Linked DNA regions of Xenopus laevis: region 2 is linked to region 1. The links are chromatin contacts, called in public Hi-C maps. All regions are on one chromosome and are shown on one strand. The core of a region is the stretch at or near the end of the contact, and the rest is flanking DNA. Distances in the headings are between cores, read along the strand shown. Region 1 holds the start of glul-like.1.S (glutamate-ammonia ligase S homeolog). Region 2 has its middle 67 kb from the start of glul-like.1.S.

Region 1 (6,674 bases), core at 491-2,990:
TGGGGAAACTAGCCCTGCTTATTAAAACTTATAGATGGAAGCGAACAGGTTCTGTATTGTTTAGTTTTCAAATCCATAAAATTACAACTAAGGTCACAGCTGGTCCACCCAAACAGTGCTTTGTCTGTCAGTTTTCTGGTCCTAAAGCTGGCCATAGACGCAAAGATCTCATTGTACGACTCGAGGATTCGTACGATTTTCGGAATGTGTGTGGAGAGTCCCGACATTTTTCGTCCAGCGGAGATCGGTCGTTTGGTCGATCGGACAGGTTAGAACATTTCTGTCGGCAGCCAATAATATCTCTGCGTGTATTGCCGATCGTACGATTTTCAGTGGGAGACTGTCACTAGCTTTTGTCAGACATAACTATCGTACAATTGCTGTCAGAGTTAGCACATTGGCTGATCTGTTCTTTACTACTTTATTTGGTCGGAATGGTAAGACTTTGATCTGAATGGTTAATGACAGGTCGGGAGATGGGAAAGTCTGATCGTACAATCGGATCTTTGCGTCTGTGGCCAGCTTAAGACCGTATAAACTATTCCTACAGGCATTGTGTGCTGAAAGTAAAAAAAAGTTGCCCGTTTAAGGGCTGACTATCAGCTGCAGATTTGCTCCTCCAGTCCAGACCTTAATGGCTTTTTTTTGTCAGATTAAAAATGCTTTTGCTTAAGGACCACATTTCCCTGGTGAAGTATCTATCACCTCCTGATGGACCCATAGGCTTATATTAATGTATGATACAGTTGTGGGCCCTGGGTAGAAGATGCAGGTAAACTGTGTAAAGTCACCACAGTAGGCCAGAAAACTGTGTGTGTGGATCATAAGTTCTCCACACTTGTGCTTGACATGATAAAACAATGATAGAAAAGTGTGTGTAAATTCACCCCAATGTGTCACCTGGGGGAGCATCTCCTTTAACTTAAATGTAGTAGGCAGGGTCAGAGTGACTGTTTCTGTGTGAGGATGAGACCTGCATGACGTCAGTAACACTAAAATGGCAACCGTCTGTAAGGGAATTAGACTACATTCCATTTTTCGGACTGACTGACATTGATTTAACACAAGACAAGGCGCATAAACATTTACTAAAAACATTTTATGGGTTTTGTCCGCTCCTGCTATAGCAGTTTTTTTTCTTCCCTCTCACACAGGCTTTTACACAAGTGTTTGGCAGTAACCACCTCTGAAAGCGTCACGGGCGCCCCCTAATGTCTTCTCGCTTGGTTGCTTCCACCTACACAGGATTGAGCAGTACTGGAAAAGCGGGTTGGGGGTGAGAGACCTGACCGGACTGAGGAAACAATGAAGAACCAGACAGCGGGGGAGCAGATATATTTTGCGACAGGACGTAGAGGCTCAAGCTGTAGTCTTGTCCAGCAGACATTGACTGACTGTATGTAGCGTGTAGTAGAGAAGCATCCCCCCACCCGAACCGTGCCTCGCTCGCACTCTGTATTGTTTCTCTCCGTCTTCCTCGCTCCTTTCTGTATATTTTTTTCCCATTATGACTGGGGGACTGATGTTTTCCTAGCACTATCTTCCCTATTATCTGTTCCATTTCTTTCTTATCGCAGTCTCTAAGCTTTCCAGCCTCCCCCTGCTTGTTTTTCTTGTGCAGTAGGGGTACACTGTATCACTGTATCTATGGCGCAGCCCCTCTATCCGCGTGTCCAATGGCTGCGTGGCATGTGGGCGTGGCTAGGTTGGCATATAGCGAACCAGTTTGTCAGAGCCAATGGCTGCATTGTGGGCCGGCCCCTCGCTGCTCAATATATTTGTGAGGAGAAGCCGCTTGAGCAAAGGCGAGAATGGGAGATCCTGAGCTATAGAACTGAATCCTTCAACTCAACAGCCCTCTGCATTGCCAGCATCCTCACCTCCATCTTCCTGCTGTCCAGGTACCTGCAGCCCCAGTCAGTGTCTCCCTCTGACCCTCTGCATCTGTCAGCTGCTTTCTGCCGGTTGTTGCTGTCTTTCTCTTTGTGTCTTCCCTTGTCCTGCCATAAAGCTATTGGGTCCCTCTTGTTGTTTGTGGCAGGTCTCCATCACCCCGTGTAATTCTCTACAATAGAAAATAGCAAGTAAAATGAGGTGCCTAATTCTTTCTATAACATATGAGCCCTGAAGCTGCTATTATAGCCTGTATGACCTGCTTGGTTGTAGTATAGTACCTGTATTTTACCATTACTTTCATAATTCTTTTTGACTTGTATCTAGTGCCTTTCTTCCTTCGCTAACCCTTTCCATTGTATAGTCTTTATTGTCTGTTTGCTTGTAGTCTAGTAGCTCCCCCTACATTCCTACCCATTCTATTTAGGATAACATGTTTTTTTTATTTTGCTTTCCTGGTAATATTTAATAAGAAATTTCCCAGCTAAACCAATATTTATCAACATACAGGGAAACCTCAATTTTACATCCCCTGATTTTAAGTTTTCCCTCATTTAACATTTTTGTTTTGTGGTCCCACCTACATATTATGCATAATACTTTCCCCTGATTTTACATTTTCCTGGATTTTACATGATTTTTATCTGGTCCCCTGAAAAATGTAAAATGGGGGTTCTATTGTATAGTAAGTTAAAAAAACAAAAGCTCACCGCAGACTTCTCCCTATGCCAGGTGCTCAGTCTCCAGTGTCCTCACTGTATCATACACAATAATCCGAATAAATGGCACTTCTGGGCTGGTTATATTGTAGCAGGTAGCTGATCACACACCTAACGCGTTTCAGGACAAAATCCCTTAATCATAGGCTATGATTAAGGGAGTTTATCCCAAAACGCAGTAGGTGTGTGATCAGCTACCTGCTACAATAAAAACAGCCCAGAAGTGCCATTTATTCGGATTATTGTGATCTACTGTATATGGATCTGTGATACTGCTACATCTGATGAGACCCTTAGATTGAATTGAGACAGTGCCCCCTTTGGGCCAAATGATCCTATAATAAAAGACAATAGGTACACTAGTTTAGGTGTACTAGGTGATATTTTTTTAAATGAAGGTGGTTTCAGAATTTCGTACAATTCCTACACATAAGCTACAGACCTGTATGTCCAGTGGTTATATACAGGAGTCAGATTATTTTGCAGTCAGTGGCTACCATCAGAACATTTATGATATCAGTTGCCAATGTTACTCTATATAAAGCTTTCCACTTTATCAAGTGTGGCAAGAACATACAGAAAAGAGGCTCTCTGGTTGTTTTTGAACTGTACTTGCAATGGCCCATTGGTATGGTAGTGCAACAGCAGCAGGAGGGCTGTATGCTGGAGGTCCCTGATTCTTGTTTATTATGCAAACCTTGTCCTCCCATTCTGTACTTGCGTTTGTGTGCCTTTTGCAGCATTGTTGGATATATACTGTGTACAGTAGCATAGTAACAGATGCCACAATGTATGCCTCAGCTAATCTCTTTGTTGTGTTCAGCTGTTTTTCTTTTCTGGCTACTGATCTTCTGGGTGTCTGTCCATCCTACCGATGTGTGCATATTCCTTTCTGCTCAGTGCATCTGCCTATCTCCCAGCTGTACTGTAGGTGCAACCGCAAATCTATTCTGCTTGATTCGCTCTATGTTGCCAGGGGTCACATTTGGTTTTGCAATGCATACAAAAATCTCTTTGGCAAGTCATGATTTTTTATTAAGGAACAGAAAACTGTTTTTAGAACAAAGCTGAGACAGAGCAGTTCCATTGCAATCATTGCAGCTTATTTAGTTCATACCAAAATACTGGTGTAATCGAATTCAAATTAAATAACATACATAATGCTAGAATACAGGGTAACTTTTTATCAAATCTTGCAGAAAATCCACCTATTGCAGGCTCGTAACTGTCAATTTCAGCAGAATACTATTTCTTAATAATGGACAGATTTATTAAGGGTCGAAGTGAAAATTTGAATTCAAATTTTTGGTCAAAGCTCTCAAATTCGAGTTGTGAATTTTCCAAACTCAATTCAAGTTTTAATTCGAATTTCGAGATTTATCATACTCTGCCCATTTAAGAATTCAAATTCATCTATTCGCCACCTAATACCTGCCAGATTACTGTATAAGTCAATGGGAGAGGTCTATGGATCAATTTGGTGATGTTTGCAGCCTTCCTGACATTTGAGTTTTTTCGGAGAAAAAAACTCGAATCGAGTTTTTCTAATTCAAATCAAATTAGTTTCGAGTTTTCAGGTCGATTCAATACGTCTGAGCTGAGAAAATTTGATTTTATTAATCAATTTCAATTGGTCAAATTTATGGAAGTTTTAAAAAAACTTGTATGAATTCGAAATTCGACCCTTGATAAATGTGCCTCTCAATGTAATCTTCTTGTTTGCTTTCATTTCCTTCCAGCAACTCCAGTCATGGCAACCTCCGCCAGTGCTCAGTTGAGTAAGGCCATAAAGCAGATGTATCTGGAACTGCCGCAGGGAGATAAGGTGCAGGCTATGTACATCTGGATTGATGGGACCGGGGAGGGTCTTCGCTGCAAGACTCGCACTCTGGACAGTGAACCCAAGACCATAGAAGGTGGGATTTTCCCCTTCTACAGCCAAGCAATCAAGTCTTGTTTCTCTCTCTTTCCTTCCTAGAAACACAGCAGAGTCTTCTTCTAAACAAATAAATGTATCACTCATTCAACAGACTAGTTACATTTTAGGGATTCAGTCTGTTTTCAAGACAAGAATTGAATAGTGACTTAATTTCACGCAGTTATATGGGATGAGGCCCTAAGGATCTTTTGGGAACCTTGCTGTATGCAAATGTTCTCTTTTACACTTTTATACTCTTTTACTTACTGTATGTTTTTGCATGTAAGACTACTAGTCAAGTGCACCATAAAAGCAAGCAAATATATGAACTTCATTTTATGCTGAGATGTGTTTAACAATATGCTCTCAGTAACAGCCAATTCTCTGCAATTTTGCCAATATTAAATGTTTTTACAACACCCAAACACACTGTAACATAAAAACTCTTACGAATTCTACCTGTAAATGTAATCAATTAGTTGTATGTCTATATTATTTTACACTTCATGAAAAAGAGAACTGCAAATTCAGTAGGGTTCTTTACCTGCAGTAAAAGAGGTCAAGGTTTTGTCCTCCCTACAATATGGCTCTAACCTTGTACAGATCTGCCCGAATGGAACTTCGATGGATCTAGCACACACCAATCTGAGGGATCCAACAGTGACATGTACCTGATTCCAGTTGCAATGTTTAGAGATCCTTTTCGAAGGGATCCCAACAAGCTGGTGCTCTGCGAGGTGCTAAAATACAACCGAAAAACTGCAGGTAAGATTATCTTTTACTTTTCCAATGTAAGTAAGTAGTACTGTCTTGTTAATTCAGTTTAACTATCACTCAAGGCAATTATAAATTGCAATACATTTATATAATCAACTCATGTGCAGCAATTAGGGATGCACTGAATCCACTATTTTGGATTCAGCCGAACCCCCAAATCTCTTGCAATACCGAACCAAATCTGAATCCTAATTTGCATATGCAAATTAGGGGTGCAAAGAGGATCCAATTTTTTACTTCCTTGTTTTGTGACAAAAAGTCACACAATTTCCCTCCCCACCCCTAATTTGCATATGCGGATTCGGTTCGGCCCGGGCAGAAGGATTTGGCCGAATCCTGCTTAAAAGGGTGAATCCTGGATTCTAACCGCATCGCCTAGCAGCAATATCAATAAATCTCTGCTGTATATCAAAAGTGATGATAAGTTCAGCCACTCCATTCTTTTCGATACCCACTAAGGCCCTGATGAACACCATTGGGCATTACTTTTGATGTTTTCATACCTAAAGGGTTGTATTAAAGCCTTTCTTATATTTATATGTTTATCTTCATAGAAACAAACTTACGTCATACATGTAACCAGATAATGGACATGGTGGGCAATGAGCATCCATGGTTTGGCATGGAACAGGAATATACATTGCTGGGTATGGATGGACACCCTTTTGGCTGGCCATCAAATGGCTTCCCAGGACCTCAAGGTATGGTTAGATTCAACAAGGATTGAGAAAAATATTAGTAATAATCATTTTTTTAATTTATTGAACAGTTACCCACTAATTACCTGCTTACGTATTGTCTGATACTTATTGCCTCTTATTTTCCATACATGTGGCCATATGTCTAAACCAATAAAGGGTCAGTAGTTCGCTCCCTGTTTAGTTATGTCACAACATGGTAGCCAGAGTTCTGGTTACACAAGAATAGTGTGCAAGATAAGAAAACAAACAAATGCTTGTGATTATAGTTTACGTCATCTTATCTTATCAGGCTTTCAATCAGCAATTAGACTACTGAAATCCTATAAGTGAAGGAGACAAAATGAAATCTATTTTTTTATGCATGTAAAAATATGGCTATATCTTTTAAGTAATATGAAAGTGTATATAAAAACAATTATTTGGGGAGGGATGATATTTGTCCAATTAAATACTTTAATAAATAATGCAGATTATTGACATTTGTATAATATTTTTGTTGAAAATAAACAGTGTAGGATTGTAAAGAAATGATTATTTCCTGAATATTTTTATGTTCTACAAGTGTTCTATTTCTTTCTAGGCCCCTATTACTGTGGAGTGGGTGCAAATAAGGCATATGGTCGAGATATTGTGGAGGCTCATTATCGGGCTTGTCTATATGCTGGT
Region 2 (6,659 bases), core at 564-3,063, 66 kb after region 1:
CTGTTCTAAATTGATACATTTAGTTGATACATTTCTTATCTTTGTCCCTGCTGAGCAGAATCTCTGGGTTTCGTTACAGGCAGCTGTTAGAATTGATACAATTGTTGCTAATACTCCAGAGATGCTGCTGAGAAATGGATCAACTAAATGTTGCAAAATTGTAACAGTTCAGAATCTGCACCTGGATTACTGAGCTGTCAGACTCAAACACCAGAGACAGGAACATTCAACTTTAAACTTAGATTTTGGAAAAAACGTAAAAAATAAATAATGGAAAGTAATTGGAAAAAGTCATTATTTCTAGGGAACAATCTAAAAACAACTAAATTGAAAAAAGTGTTTGGAAGGTGAACAACCCCTTTAAGGCATAAATGTACTGTTAATATGAATGAATTTTGTTACAACAGTGCCACCTGCTGGTCAGTTTCAGACCAGTCTGACCATCAAGTAGTCAAGGAAGTTGTCAGGAGAAAGAAAGAGGGCTGTTCTGGTTTAAAAGTTTACATATCCTTCAAGCAAGTCTTGACTTAAAAGTCACAAAGTAATCTACCAATCTCTGATGAAGGATATTACACTGCTAAATGTAGTAAGTGTAATTAAGGGGCCCATTCACTATGGGTCGAATATCGAGGGTTAATTAACCCTTGATATTCGACTAGGAATTAAAATCCTTCGACTTCGAATATCGAAGTCGAAGGATTTAGCACAGATAGTTCGATCGAACGATCGAAGGATAATTCCTTTGATCGAACGATAAAATCCTTCGAATCAAACGATTCGAAGTATTTTAATCCAACGATCGAAGGTATATCCTTCGATCAAAAAAAGTTAGCCAAGCCTATGGGGACCTTTCCCATAGGCTAACATTGACTTCGGTAGCTTTTAGATGGCGAACTATGGGGTCGAAGTTTTTTTTAAAGAGACAGTACTTCGACTATCGAATGGTCGAACGATTTTTAGTTCGAGTAGTTCGATTCGAAGTCGTAGTCGAAGGTCGAAGTAGCCCATTCGATGGTCGAAGTAGCCCAAAAAAACTTTGAAGTTCTAAGTTTTTTACCTACGAATCCTTCACTCGAAGTTAGTGAATCGGCCCCTTAGTGTAAAGTTTGCTATTATTTATGTTTTTCCCCTAAACTATAAGAGCACTGAAATAAAGTATGTTGGAATACATTATGTAATGGAAACATTTCAAGTCAGGGAGCATGTTCACTAGGGGGAGAAGCCGCTGAGAAATGTATTAAATGTTGTATCAAATTAAGAAAGTAAAAGAGTCAGCATGCAGACTGCTCTTGGGAAACAAAGGGAGAAAGAAAATAACCAGTTTTTAAACTGTACTGTCAATTTGAGATAAGCAGGTATTAGTTGTAGTGTTCTAAAGAGAAATAGTTTTGTGACACTGTACTACCTTTTTTAAAAATGGCCAATAATGTATGTATTCTCAAGTTACTTATTTGCATTCCTTTCTGTTTTGTTAGCTTACTATGAAGGACTTGTTTACAACTGTTTAAAGTTGGCAGGGAAGCTGGTGTGATGTTTGTGTCACAAAGTTCGCTCTACTAAGAACTGTTCAGATTAGTCACATTATAACGTGTGCAAATATGAGTAATTGGGAAAAGCACGCTTGAAAACAGTAGTTTCTACAATGTTCTTGGAACAACGCTATCATAGTATAGACAACAGGTATGAGAAGCTCTGAAAAGCATTAAAGAGGGAAGAAAATCTGTTTTCAGTGTTGTTTGTCCTGCCAGTATTCAGTGTACTTCAATATTTTAGTCAAGAAGCATCCTTTAACAACCTCTAGTGTTCTGTGTTGGTAGTGCAGCTATATGAGGTTGAATAGTCCTGTTTTTGTATTCGAAATCTTCAGAAAACAAGGAGCGCATCAGTATTTAACATTTGTTGTTATTAATGATAACATGTATATAAACATCTGCAGTCATGTATTCATGCATGGATCACTGGCAATGATCTTAGTACACAACACAAGAACCCTGAATCTATATGCACAGGAGCACAGTCACAGACCTATGCATTCTTTTAGCCTTTGTGCTGTTTCCCTGGAAACAAGACTGAAATAATATATTTGCTGCAATCGCTCCAGGAAGAAAAAAGTTAACCCTGTCTATGCAAGGAAGGAAGGACAAGCACAGGCAGCCATGCATGGAATGAATATAATGTGATGCTGGCACAGGAATCAGAGGAGAACAGGAGGCCAGCTGTGATGCTGTTAGCCTCTTGTTTCTTCACTAATGAGGGGCGATTAAGAGTTGGCAAGACCTGAGCTCTAAGCAAGACACAGCTCAGCAAATAGCATTGTTTGCTTTTTCAGTTTTGAAGAAAAACCAGTGTGGGAAAATCTAAAGTGTTTGAGTGGCATTTCCTCACAAACCCTTTCATTGTGTCATATATGAGAGCCAAATACCAACAGAAGGGCCTCAGATCTTCATAGCTTTCTCACAGCCTTTGCTTCTGCTACATTGTTTGGTTGTCAGGTCTTTTCTGCTAAGGTGCACACAACTCGACCCAGTAAAACAAACACAAGAACCACAGGGGGCTCACTTTGTTAACCCAAATGTTCCGTAAGGTGTCAGGTCTCCTAAAAATGATTTAGCACTATCATAAGATTCATGAAGCATCAACCATGCTGATGATTAGCAAAACTGAAGCTAAAAATCGTAGTTCAGCTAGTAGGTACATGCTGAAAGCTTTGAGAAGGAGCACATTATAATGAAATCTGTGTAATCTTCACAGGGCACTCTGCAGTTAATGTATGATGATAATAATTATTATTAATAACTTATTCTGTAGTGTGATAAAAAATGGGTATAAATTGAACATACGGATTGCATGCAAAGTAAATAATTCTTTGAGATATGGCATGGTCCCTGAGAGACCATTTTTTACTTCATTGTTTTGTGACAATAAGTCATGCGATTTTCCTCCCCGCCCCTAATTTGAATATGCAAATTAGGATTTGGATTCGGTTCGGCCGGGCAGAAGGATTCGTCCGAATCCTGCTGAAAAAGCCTGAATCCTGGCCGAATCCCGAACCGAATCCTGGATTCGTGCGTTTTTTTTGGCTACTTCAACCATCAAATTGGCTACTTCGACTTTCGACTACGACTTCGAATCGAACGGTTCGAACTAAAAATCGTTCGACATTTCGATAGTCGAAGTACTGTCTCTTTAAAAAAAACATCGCCCACCTACTTCGCCACCTAAAACCTACCGAGCATCAATGTTAGCCTATGGGGAAGGTCCCCATAGGCTTTGTAGCCAATTTGGGATCGAAGGAAAATCATTGGATCGATGGATTAAAATCCTTTGATCGTTCGATCGAACGAATCGCGCTAAATCCTTTGACTTCGATATTCGAAGTCGAAGGATTTAACTTCGACGGTCGAATATCGAATTTTAATTCGACCGTATTTACTTGTATTTGATATTCTACTGACTCCTGTTCGATTGATTTAAGGTTCTGCTGTACAGTGCTACACACATCAGTAGTGCTATAAACTGTAAATACAAATATACATACACACCTATATTACCTGTTTCCTTAAAAAATAGTTAATTCCTCATGATTTTACCACGGAATTTGCGCATGCTCTATATAATATAATTTGCACAAGCCTCAGGCTAGAAGCAGCAGAGAGCTGTAAAAAAAAAGCAACTGACTGACTGTCAGTCATGTAGAGCCAACATCTTAACTGGTAAAAAGACACTAGACACTGGAATTGTTACTGCCACTATATTAAACATACCTTTGCTTCGAAGGGCAGTGTATAACCCCTAAGCTTAAAGGAACAGTTTAGTGTAAAAACAAAAACTGAGTAAAGGGGAGTGTCTAACATAATAGCAAGAACACTACTTCCTGCTTTTAGCTTTCTTGGTTTCCACTTGTAGGGATGTGAAAATTTAGACACCCTTACACATTATTGACAGGCACATCCTTAGTAATATGGACGTCTAAGTGGGTCCTTATGGGAACCTTGTGCTTATGTTATCCCTGTAGTTCTCACAGTGGATGCTAGATGGCACTGTGGCACAGTATAAAAGGCCTGAAAACCATGTGGTCAGCGACCATTGCTGCTGAACCTGTTATGCAGCAGAGGTTAGGGGTGGTGGAACTCAGTCTGAGTTTAGCAAAGTGATAGTTATACCCTTTAATAGATCACTCTAAGAGTGATAGATAGGGTATGTAGTTGAGCAGCTCAAAGCTCCCGGGTACTACTGACCCCATAGTAGGGACTAAGTGTTAGACTCAGGGAAGTACGTCGTCTTCTGAGTTCCACATAAGGTGATCCTGAAGATTGGGAAATACCTTCTCACAAGCTGCATAAATCCCTGCTGTGTATTCCCTGATCTGCAGGGAATCAGTATTTATTTGGTACTGTTGTTCTATTGGTTGATCTGTGTTGTATTCTATGTTCCATACTCCGATGTGAATTTTGGTTTTGGTCAATAACCTCAATTTACAGTTAAGCAAAATAAAACCACTGGCGCCCAATCTCTTGTGCAATGCACACAGTTACATTACACCCTGCCTCTACCTCACTGCGAGGGCTTACCCCTGAGTAAAGAGGGTCTCATTTGTGGTTCCACACCAAAAGAAAGTAGCTCATATACACAATTGTGGTGTCCGTTTATTATAGCGCTGCACACTGATTGGTTATTGCCTGGTATCCAATCAGTAGAAACCAAGAGGGCCAAAAAGCAAGTAGTGTTCTGGCTATTATGTTAGACATTCAGTCACTTCAGCCTTTATAGATTCCACTTTTGGCTAACTAACTATATTGAAAACATTTTCCTATCTAATAACTCAGTTTTTTATTTTATACTGAACAATTTCTTTAAACATATTAGCAGCATGACATGTAGCACAGCCATCGTGTGATGTGCAGGCTGGGATGAAATCCATGAGGTGGGAAGGTTCAAAACTGCAAAACACTAAACTCTATGGCCATTCTCACCTGCAATGTCAATGTGCCGCTATTACACCCTCAGCCATATGTCGGTAGCTTGTTCCTATACAGGAATGGGATCTGTTATCTGGAAACCAGTTATCCAGAAAGCTCCTAATTAAGGAAAGGCCATCTCCCATAGACTCCATTTTATCCAAATAATCCAAATTTTTTTAAACAATTTCCTTTTACTCTGTAATAATAAAACAGTACCTTGTACTTGATCCCAACTAAGATATAATTCATCCTAACTGGAAGCAAAATCAGCCTATTAGGTTCCATTATCCAGAAAAGATCCATTATCCAGAAAACCTTCCTTGCCTCATCCCATCCAATCCAGTGAAGTCGAACATTGGCCAGTCAGGCATGAGTATATTAATAATAATAGCTTGCCGAGTCAGGTCCAGGTGAATTACGGTCGGTTGCGGGTAGATTTTTTTGTCAACATGCACATCACTAAAGGAAATGTATGAACATGTATGTGTTTATGTATCCCTACTTGTTTATACAGGGCTATATGATGAAATCACTCTATTTCCAGGTGCTTGTCTGGCAGCAACCTGACTCAAATAATATGGATAATTAGATCACTGCAGCAGAATTCTGGAAATAGAAACTTGTTCCACTACCACCCAAAAAAAATCATGTTTTATTAGATTATTAGATTCACCTTGGGTGGGAACAGAAGTGGGAGTTGAGAACAGTCATTACTGGGTTCAGTGAGACTACATAGTGGGGTCAGTCATTCAAGTGTCTAGCAAAATTTTGAAGACAATGTCTAGTATGCTAGATGTCAAGACCATGTGTCCAGCTCTTAATTTACATAACGTTATTTTTTGTTTACAGTAATAAGTACGGTAATAGTTTCTGTATTAAAGTTTCCTGCAGTTACTGTATCTTTCCAATACAAGTAATTGTTTATAATGTCATAGCACATGGATATAGCAACAGTGCCACATATATTGCCACAATATATTTTTATATTTTACTGCCTAATCTGTCTCTTAGAAGATAATTAGCATGGTAAGCACAACTTTATATATTTAAAAATATAGTTTACCATTTTGCTAACGATGCTAAACCCAATGGTACCCATTCACGTGTAATAACCAGCTCATGTTAGTAATCAGTAGTACCACTTCCTATTTATTTTAAATTATGGTTCACCTGAGCTACATTTTGTCAACTTTTTCTAGGGTGTTGCTGCCCAGGAAGTTCCTTACTATGCCTATACACGTAGGTAGAGTCCTGAAGAAGGTTGGGTACCCACGGGTACCTGTAGGTTACCTGCAAAAAAAGGCTGGTACTCTGCAGGTTGTTGCAGGTTGTTATAGGATTTTTGGTTGCGGGTATAGATGCCGGTCTGTTCGTCAGGTTGTGGGTCTCATCTATATTTCTTCTATATATATATCTTATGTTATATAATCTATATTTTACTCCTTAAACTTTTTAAAAACTTTGTTCTTCCCCCGCCCACTTCTGCTGATGTCACTTCCAATTTGCAGCAACAGCACTTCCTGTTTAATAGTGGTTGAGGGTTGTAGATAAGGCAGTTGCAGGTCAGGTCCGATAGTGGGTCCATGTAGGTAAAAATGGGGGTAGAGGTCACGTGTGCGAGTTTCAAAAATTCCTTTCACACAGGATTCTACAAGGTGGTGTTTCTGCAAAATGAGGATCTTGGAGCTAAAATTAGCT

What was found. Hi-C and Micro-C count contacts between places; a contact is called where the count stands out from the background.
Region 2: a contact with region 1 is called in a Hi-C map of the XL177 cell line, with 4 times the contacts expected there. The contact joins the enhancer-like site here to the promoter of glul-like.1.S in region 1. A contact is called at or near these places in 2 of 4 Hi-C or Micro-C datasets (the XL177 cell line and the XTC cell line).

Annotation. Positions count from the first base shown.
Region 1 is chr4S:79,899,940-79,906,613 of Xenopus_laevis_v10.1, forward strand. It overlaps glul-like.1.S (glutamate-ammonia ligase S homeolog), which reads left to right and starts at 1,741. Exons shown (of 7, transcript NM_001087430.2): 1 at 1,741-1,901; 2 at 4,352-4,528; 3 at 5,134-5,295; 4 at 5,862-6,008; 5 at 6,589-6,674. The coding sequence starts at 4,363.
Region 2 is chr4S:79,965,433-79,972,091 of Xenopus_laevis_v10.1, forward strand. No RefSeq gene overlaps it. Among protein-coding and RNA genes, the nearest start is that of glul-like.1.S, 67 kb to the left of the region's middle. Within about 2 kb of position 1,814, at least 1 of the 7 cell types and tissues checked has an H3K27ac peak or open chromatin away from gene starts, as enhancers often do.